2 separate regions of the Capra hircus genome follow, and region 1 is linked to region 2. A link is a contact called in public Hi-C data. All regions are on one chromosome and are shown on one strand. The core of a region is the stretch at or near the end of the contact, and the rest is flanking DNA. Distances in the headings are between cores, read along the strand shown. Region 1 overlaps STPG1 (O(6)-methylguanine-induced apoptosis 2). Region 2 has its middle 27 kb from the start of IFNLR1.

What was found. Hi-C and Micro-C count contacts between places; a contact is called where the count stands out from the background.
Region 1: a contact with region 2 is called in a Hi-C map of liver, with 2.9 times the contacts expected there. The contact joins two enhancer-like sites.

Annotation. Positions count from the first base shown.
Region 1 is chr2:7,418,929-7,423,925 of ARS1.2, reverse strand. STPG1 (O(6)-methylguanine-induced apoptosis 2) reads left to right here. Exons shown (of 10, transcript XM_005676845.3): 4 at 1,165-1,283. Among named protein-coding and RNA genes, the nearest start is that of STPG1, 20 kb to the left of the region's middle. Within about 2 kb of position 2,250, at least 1 of the 5 cell types and tissues checked has an H3K27ac peak or open chromatin away from gene starts, as enhancers often do.
Region 2 is chr2:7,244,747-7,249,653 of ARS1.2, reverse strand. No RefSeq gene overlaps it. Among named protein-coding and RNA genes, the nearest start is that of IFNLR1, 27 kb to the right of the region's middle. Within about 2 kb of position 2,898, at least 1 of the 5 cell types and tissues checked has an H3K27ac peak or open chromatin away from gene starts, as enhancers often do.

The DNA.
Region 1 (4,997 bases), core at 1,001-3,500, 170 kb before region 2:
AACCAGAGCAACACTTAGTCTAAGGGTAATTTTGCCCTGGGCTTCCCAGCTGGTACAGTGGTAAAGAAGCCATCTGCCAATGCAGGAGAACGCAAGAGACAAGGGTTTGATCCCTGGGTTAGGAAGATTCCCCTGGAGAAGGAATACTCCATTCCAGTATTCTTGCCTGGAAAACTCCATGAGCTGAGGAGCCTGGCGGGCTACACAGTCCATGGGGCCGCACAGTGTCCGGCGTGACTGAGCGCACAGCACGCAATTCTGCCCTGTCTCTGAGGCAAAACCCTTCTGCGTATTTCCCTCTGTTGCGCGAATTATGAAGTTTTCCACTCTGACTTGTGGGGACGGGAGTGGCTGCTGTTCCCACTGTTCAGGCCTCACTGTCCCACTCTGATGTTTCAGTTGAGTCTTTTCCCAGCCTTGTGGAGCTTTCTCGCGTGCCTGTGCTGATCGACGCTCGGAAACTGCTCGAGGGGAGCCCAGTGCAGGCCTCCAGGACCCTTCCTCTGTGCAGCTGTCTCTCCTCTGCACCATCCGTGGGGGGTGGGAGGGAGGAAAAGGGGGAGTTTATCTATCACTGACACCTCACAATCCACACAGATAAAAACTTGTTTTCTATAAATGGTCCTCTTCTGCTTTTTCACCCCAAGTCTGCCCAAAGCAGGCACTTAAACTTACATTTGTCTTGCATTGTGTGCTGGAGAGTGGCCGGGAGCCCTTTCTGAGATTTATCAGCCTCTCTGTATCGTTACCGAGCGTTGCTCACCTGCGACTGGGCTTAAGAAGAGTGAGGGCTCTCTGTTCCCCGGCCTGGCTTCTCTTCAAGGCTGCCCCAGATGGTTTTGTGTCCCCTTCCTCCTTGGCAAGAATGCCTTTCCTGTCGGATCCTTCCCCTTCTCTGGGACAAAATGCTTTGGCTGTGAGACCAACACTAGTGTAAGAGCTTGGGGGGGGGGGGGGCGGGGGGCGGGGAGGGGGAGGAGGGAACACCAAAAAATTATCAATAGAGTCTTTAAAAAAATCCAGTTTCACGTTTAGCTCTTGTCCAAAGGCAGGCTTCTCTTTTATTCCACTTAGAATAAAATGTTAACATGTAGCTCTGTGTTTTCTGCACGTGTCGGTCATTCTTTGTTTTGAGCTCATTTTTATTCTGTTTTTATCGTTTAGGTTTTACTGCTGCGTATCCAACACAATCCTCCATTCCTTATAAATATCAGCCTTTGATAATCCCAGAATCAGAAAAGAAGGGATTTAATAGTCAAGCCAAGAGATTTTACCACAAACAGGTAACGAAATGAACGACCTTGTCTTACTTTTAGTCTGGATTTTAGTGAGTCTGTCCCCATGACCAGCAGAGGGCAGTGTCACCCAAGGAGCCGCAGCGCCCTCTACGCCGCTGTGCTCCGTCCGGATTGTTAAGAATGAGCTGAAAGGGTATGAAGTCCAGCGGGAAACAACGTGATTTTACTTCATATACCAGAGATTTTTGTATTTTTCATTTTCATAATAATTTTTAAAAATACATTTCTTCTTAAAATTTTTTTGGTCTCTTGGGCCATACTGAAACCAAAAAAAAAATTAACAGAAAGGTATATGAAGTAAAAAGTAAAAAATCCTTTCCTCCCTCTCTCCTCAGCCTTATTCAAAACTTGACAGGAATTAACAAGACTTTCTTCAAATAATAAACGAGCTGTGTAGCTCAGGCGGCAAAAAATCTGCCTGCAATTCAGGAACCCTGAGTTTGATCCCAGGGCCGGGAAGATCCCTTGGAGGAGGGAACAGCTACCCACTCCAGTATTCTTGTCCAAAGAGCCCCATGGACAGACCATGGGGTCGCAAAGAGTTGGACACAACTGAGCAACTCACACACACACACACACACACACACACACACAATAAATGCACAATTACCTTTGTGGTGGTACATCCACTCTTTTTCTTAAGCTTCAGCAGTGTGCTATATAATGTTTCTGCATTTCCCCCAGTCTCACCTTCTTCCCCAGATATCTGTGCCTCTTTTCCTCTCTGATGTGGAAGATTCTCTGTGGCTCCTCGGGAAGGTGTTCCCCTGGTAACTTGAAATTTCACCCGCTGAAGGCCCAGGTCTGACGTTCTCTCCTCTCACCAGCAGGGGGCGGAAGCAACTCACAGACGCCAGAGCCTTTAAAAATCGTTCCCTTGTTCTAACTAGGACCTTCAGAATAGCATTCTTTTGGAGGAGCCGTCATGTCAGTTACCTTTAGCTGCATTCTAAAAATGTTTTTCATCCTACCCCCGCGGCCACGGTGGCGAGAGGGAACGGGGAGGTCTGGGTCCTGGACTAAGATGAGTCCTTCGCAAGCCACATGCCCTTTGGCCTGCTTCCTCCTTCTTAAGCAAGAGCGCTCGCTAGGGAAGTTCCTTCTACTTCTGCTATTTTAGGATTCCAAAGAGCAAATATAGCATGTGTGCATACACACACACACACACACACACACACACACACACATATTTTTAATTACTTGTAGGTTTTCTCCAAAGGTGATAAATAAGCTATTTGTTTACTCAAGAGATTTCTCCCTTCTCTCTTATGTTTTAACTGTCTCTTTGTCTCTCTCCCTTTTGGTCTGATCCATTTACTGAGCATGTACTGTCTATCCCTCTGATATCTGCAGCCCGACCTCCAAGAGGGAGGGGACATAGGTATACCCATGGCTGATTCATGTTGACGTTTGGCAGGAAACAACACAATTCTGTAAAGCAATTATCCTTCAATTAAAAAAAAAAAAAGCAGCCACCATTTACCGATCCCTTCTTTTATGAAATCAGTTTTAGACGGTATTTCTAATCCTGAGAACAGTGCTAAAAGGAAGGGTTTATACTTTTAACAGAAGAGAAAACCGGGGCTTAGGGAAGTTAAATGATCCACCCAAGGTCTCACAATGCAGGATTTGGCACATAAGAGCCCTCACATGGATATCTGCTGAATCAATGTTGAAAGAATTAGACCTCAAACCCAGGCTCAACTCACTCCAAAACCTCACGCTCTGTCTACACATGACACCACACCTCCCTCTGTGGCCTGCAAAGTCATCAAGTCCATCTATGACAGCGAGCCAGCGCTGTTTTCAAAAGGCCTCCCCCGGACAGACCAAGCTCAAAACAGGGGAACGTGTCACGTGTGAGGCCCCATTCCAGATGATCACGGTGTGAAGACTCAAATCCAGAGATGTGAATGGTCTGGTTTTTAAAGTCTGCATTTTCAACTACTATTGAAAAAGTAGAGATTTCTACTTTCTACTTGGTAGAAATTGTTCTCCTGAAGGAATCAAGGTGCCAGCCAGCCAAAGCTATAGGCAGCATCTGATATAGAGAGAAATAGCTCAGAAATTTGATCCAGACTTTTTAAACGTGGTCGTGTTGGTTCGACAACATGAAAACATTCATCTAAGCATTTGAAAGCATTTTGTAAATAAGTATGGAACTTTATGGAAAGGGCATGGGATCCATAAACCAGGTCCCCGGAATTCTGTTATTAGCTGCGTGGCTTTAGACTACTCCCTTGACTTTTTGTGGGCTTCAGTTTCCTCATCTGAAATATACTATTCAGGTTATTATAATATTTTAGGTTCTTTAAGCTGTAAAAACAGGACAAAAAAATACCTTAATCCACACTCACAATTCTCCTTCTTCCTGAAGAAACTTGAGCATTGAGAAGCTAAGAATCCTGTTTAACATCACCCAATAATTTAGTGAGGCAATGCAAATTAAAAGCAGATTTTAAAACTCCAGTGCCTCACCACCCTTCTTATAACATTAACTGTACACACCCTGGGCCTGATCTCATAACTTGGTTGTGTCCTCACATCAGGCCTGTGACCCATTTAGCACAACTTTAACGTGGAGCATGAGTGCCCTCTGAAATGTGCACTTACCTTAATCAGACTTCTGCAGAGACACCTCAGGGCGCCACAGCCCAGCTCGCATTCCCCGTAAGAATCTGACTGCTGGGTACAAGGAATCCTTCCTGAGCTCGGTGTCTGGACTGGCAATTTCGGCTGCTAGGAGTGAAGCCTGCTTCCCCAAACATTTTACAATTATTTACAGACTCTGCATGCATGAAGAGACATGCCTAATCTAAGACCGAGCCTAGCCCAGAAACCCAAAGGACGCTTTCCTCCCCTGCCTCCCCAATTCTGTCCCACTGTCACTGTGGACTGGGGTCACTATTTCCCAAGCTGGCTAACACTAAGGATACCCACTGAAAGTCTTTGCATCTCCATTTCCTCATCGCGAAAATAAGGATGCTATATTAATCATAGGTAGGCCCTTGCCAGGGATTCCTATTCCATAATCCTAAACTTGATTGATCTCTTCCAGGCACAGATGAATGGGTACTGGTATTATACAGACACCCCTTTTCGGGTAGGGTCTGTGTGTCCTACCAGTAGCCATGATTTAAAAATATATGTTAATTTCAGACAGAGCCTGATGGCAAATCCACCCTCCTCGTGCTAAGCAGAACAGTGTTTAATTGTGATGAAATTGTGAAAAATTAGCACTGTTTCCTTATTACCTTGATCAGGCACCAGACCAGGGATATTTCACAGATTTTTCAGTGAAAGGAAGATTTTTCAGTGAAAGTCAGAGATTTTTCAGTGAAAGGAAGTGCAGTTTGCAGAGACCACCTTGTTCAGGGGGATAAGCCCTCCCACACATGCCCTCTGTTGCATGCTTGAAGCTGCAGTGAGCTCTGCCTGACCTTCCTGCTCTGGAAGCCTCTCCTCCACATCAGTCACCAGCGCCCCTTCCTCAGGTGTCTGCAGGGCATACGGGTGGGAAGTGCAAACCCGTGGCCGCACAGACAGCACACCAGGCTCCCCTTGAAGATATGGCATTTCTGACCTCATTTAATCACCATAATCACCATGAGCTAAGTCCTACCATTACCCCCACTTTTCAGATAGTGAACCCTGAGACGTAAAGAGGGTTAAGTAACTTGCATAGCCAAGGTCAGGCGG
Region 2 (4,907 bases), core at 1,649-4,148:
TATCATCCCTAAATTCAGTGAGAAACTCTGCCCTGTAAGAAGAGGATAATAACCCATCTCATGGGATGGTGGTAGGGGTTAGATTCAATCATGCGATGTGCAAGATTGTGTACTGCAAATTTAGAGTAGCCTGGTAGCTAGCTGATCATAATTTACAGGGGACCAGGAGCCAAGTGCCAGTTTCAGTTGGCCAGAATTTGTATCATTGTGGGGTTTTGTTGGATTTTGTTATCATTCCTATCTTAAGGATGCAAAACCCCATTTCCCTTGGGAATCATCTCCTCCTGGGTGTCTCTTCATTCTTCATTTCCAGCTTGTGCCTTCTCATCTGAGAAAAGTGGATTTCAAAACCATCATATGATGCTTGTTGGATCTGCTTGTTAACCAAGAGTTACTAGGTTAAAAATGAGGACCAGAGGTTACTTTCAGGAGAAAAGCCACAGGTATCGGTGCGTGAACTTTGTGCTGTCTGTTTCGTGTGTTCAGAGGTCTTTTTTTTTTTTTTACTTATTTCCTGATTCACAGATGAGGCTGCCTGATATGGAGTCTGAAGAGCATAAGTGTTATCATCACCTGAATAAATTCTGTCTGCTTTGGAATGTACAGTACGGAATGATTTGTGTGTGTGTGTGTGTGTGTGTGTGTGTGTGTGTGTGTGTGTGCCTGGAAATGACTTCCTTAGATTAGACTTAGAAGAATTATTTTGACAAACATATCTTAGGTGCCCTCGCTGTGCCAGGCAGTGAGTACAGGGAGCCAGCCAGCTGGGATCCAGAGCTAAGTGTACACCTCAGCCTGATAAAGTGTTACCCAGCTGTTCATTCATTCCCTCATTCATCAAGAAATATTTAATAAGCACCCATGTGTGCCAAGCGTGACTCTAGGAATTTACTCACATTAAATCCCTTTATCTTTAAAATTACTATGCAGGGTAGGTCTAATAATCCCCACTTGACAGATGAAAAAACTGAGAGTCCGGACGGTGAAGTCACCTGTGCAGGATCACACCTCCAGGAAGGGGTGGAGCGGGGCTTGAGCTCTCAACCCCTCCCCCACCCTCCCCCCATCCTGGGTTCTGACTCCCCCCTACCCGGGAAAGCTTTGCGTAACTGCTCTCTAAGAACCTTGAATGGGGAGCGCTTGGCTTTGCCTGGCTCTGGGAGCCGGGGGACGTGAAACGGGTATTACCTTAAGCTCTTTACAAACTTAGATGGTTCCACCCTTGAGAGATACCTAAGCACCAGCCTCCCATGACAAGCGGGGGGTGGCGGGGAAAGTCAGTAGTTCTGGGGCCCTGGTGACGCTGGCTAAGTGCCAACTCTTTTCAGTCCCAGAGTAAAGCCGGGCTGAGCGCTAGCAAACAGAAGAGCGGGTGAGGGGTCAGCCATCAATCAGGAAGGACGGGAGGTTTGCCTCTGGGGAAACGCCTGCGTTCTTGCTTTGTTTAGTGGACTTTGCGCCCCAGAATCTCCTCTGCCCCATGAGCTGAGTAAACTGCTAGGCAAGCTATGTAACTTTTCTGTTCCTCACTTTCCATATTTATAAGGAAATACAGATTCAAAAAAACACAGGAAACAAAATACAGATGGTAAGCCCTACCCTATGAGGGTTAAACGAAATCATGTGTTAGCTGTATGCAACATGAATTGGCCAGACATATGAAAAGTGAATCACAGGTGATAACCCCTTTTACTCCCCTCTGTACCCATGGCAGACATCACTAATAGATCACAGGCCCCTTGCAGCATCTTAGTTCCCTGACCAGGGATTGAACCCAGGGCCCCGGCAGTGAGAGCGCCGAGTCCTAACCACTGGACCACCAGAAAATTCCCCAAAGTTAGTGATTTTAAACAAGCATTTTATGACGTCTCATGATTTCGTGGGTTAGGAATTCAGGCAGGGGTCGGTGGAGCAATACTTTGGCTCCACATGGTGTTACTGAGGTTGCTTGATGCAGCTGGCAGCTGGGCTCATCTGCAGGGCCCTCAGTAATACCCACATTCCTGGCGACTTGATGGACACTGGCTGGGCCCCAGTGGGTTGCTCTCCCTTTCCATGCAGTCTTGGGACCTCTGTGTGGGACTTCACCACCCAGGGTAGTAAGACCTGTCAATGGCACAGCTCAAAATTCCACCTGACAGCAAGTAGAAGCTGCAGTCTCTCAAGGCCTGAGCCAGGGCCTAGAAGGGCACTTCTGCTGAGTTCTGTTGGTCAAAGCAGTCACAGGCCCATCTAGGTTTAAGAGAAGGGGACCTGGACCCCACCTCTCCATGGGAGGAAAGTCAAAGAATTTGCAGCCATCTTTAATCTGCTACAGCAGGGGAGATGAAGTTTGTCTGCCAAGCTCCAGAAATGATCAGCAAATCACAGAGCCCTTCTTACTCCTCCCTAAGTACTCACTGTCCCCATCTGTATTTATTGTGCCAAGCTTACGGGGGATACAGAAATAAGCCTGTCCAGATCCCTGCCCTCCAGCTCACAGTACATCTGGAGAAACGGGCCGTTTTCCATAAAGAAGTAACAGGGCCAGGACTTCCTTAGAGGCCTAGTAGCTAAGACTCTGTGCTTCCAATACAGGGGGCCCCGGTTTGATCCCTGGTCAGGAACTAGATCCCACATAATGCAAGTAAGACCCAGCACAGTCTAATAATTTTTTTTTTTTAATAAAAAGAAAGTAACAGGGCCAAGTGATTCAGCCAAGGGAGAGATACAGATCCTTCAGAGGCTCAGAGGAGAGGAATATGGCTCCCACTGAGGGATGGGCTATAGGCAGGTGGCCTCTGGGCTGCATTTGAAAGATGATGAAATTTTACAACTGGATTCACATATCCATCGAGCATTTCTTGGATGCCTGCTGTGTGCCAGGTGCTGTCTTTGGCCCTGAGGATGTAACAGTAGACAGGACTCCTCTCCCAAGAAGCTGACCGTTCTGGTTGGGGAAGACTATTAACAGGCAAGGTAGTAAATAAATAAAGAGCATAGTTTCTGATCATGATAAAGACTGTGAAGAGAATAAAGTGGGATAAAGGGGCCAAGTGTAACTGGGGTGGGGGAGGTTGCTGCAGGTAGGGACTCAAGCAAGGTCCCCAGACAGCACTGGAACAGGGATAGAATGGGTGTGAAGGTGCCAGCCAGGTAAGCACTGAGGCCCACGTGCCAGGCAGGGTGTCCACCAGTGTGAAGGCCTTGGTGGGACAGCAGTGGTCACAGTGCTGTCTGAGAAACAGGAAGAGACCAGGGAGGATGCTGTCCGCTGGGCACGGGGCAGGGAAGGCAGGGCCAAGCAGGAGGCTCTAGAGGTCCTGGGATGGAGTTTTAGGTTAACTAAGGTTTAACTCGAGTTTGTTGTAAGAAGAGCCCTCTGGCTGCTGTGTAAATGGTGGACTAGACAGCGTGGAATCTGGAGGCTGTTAGGGAGGCTGCTGTGATGCCCACAGTGGAGATTTGGGGTGATGAGAGGAGTGGAAGTTGGTAGAAGGGCTGTATTGGGACTGGTTTGGGAGGTGCTCAAAGCTTTTGCAAATGGACAGATGGAGGGGTGTAGAAATCAAAGAAGCCTCCAGAGTTTGGGGCCTGGCAGTACTGGGTAGAAGGCCAGGGGTGCATTTCCTGAAAAAAAGGAGACGGGATGAATTTAGTCTGAGCAGATGGCATGGTTGCCATTTGAATCTTTGCTTCACATTTTCAAGCATCTATCAATGTAACCTTGCAACAGTTATCATTTTAAAATGTTGTCTGGAGACTTCCCTGGCAGTCCAATGGTTGAGAATCCATGCCTCCACTGCAGGGGGCATGAGTTTGATCCCTGGTTGGGGAATTAAGGTCCCGCATGTCACACAGCATGGCCTAAATAAATGAATAAAAATAAATTTAAAATATTGTCTATGAGACAGGATTTCTGGTGCCTATTTTGCAGCTGAGCAAACCAAGACGAACCACCCGTCCCCCAGCTAGCAGAAGCAGAGCAGGCTGTGAACCCAAGGTCTAGCCAACTCCAAACCCCTTGTCATACATTATACACCAGTGGTTCTCAACCCCACCCACACCAGGGGACACTGGGCAGTGTCTGGAGACACTTGGGGCTGCCACACGTGGAGAGGCGCAAGAGTGGGTAGGAGCCAGCAATGACGCTAAACACCCTGCATGCTGTGGGGCAGTCTCCGCAACAAAGAGTTATCTCGCCCCAAACGTCAGGAGTGCTGAGGCGCAGGAGCCATGATGCAGACCCTCCAAGAGAGGTGAAGAACACTACAAGTAGAATGGGGTATAGTTTATGTGCTGGGACTCGAATGAGCAAAGACACTGGGGCCAGAAAGCCCAAACAATGGGTGAGAAGACATCCACGCTGGCCAAGGGGTCACGTGGGGCATGCACATTGAGAGGTGGGCTTGGACCAGATCCTGGCAGGGTTTGTGGGGGGCCAGAGCAAGGAGACTGGACTCCCCTCAGGGGCAACAGGAGAGCCTGGGGTCAAGCCCAGGGCAGGGGGCATGATGGGAGAGCATGCTTTTCCTTCCCTTATCCCTCTTAGGAAAATCGCTGATGACTCTCCTCACATTGAGGAATAAAAGACAGAATATAGAACTGGTGACCCTTTCCCTGGCTATCTGCATTTTAATGATGGCAAAGCGTTAAGCCAAAGAAGTGAGGCAATAATGGTGGAATTTCAGGCATCAGCAAGATAAGTCTGGGCAGAGAAGCCTGCCAGGGAGTGATCTCAGCCTGGGCTGAGGAGGTCAGAGGCCTGGGCCAGATTTAGAAAGCCCAGATAAGAAAGCACACTGATTTCCCATTAAGTCAACATCCACAGAGCACTCAGGGTGCATGTCAGGCGCTGGTAAGGGCTCTGCCTGCAGCACCGGCATAGGCCCCCGCACCTGTGAGGACAGCTCTGCCCCAGACAAAAC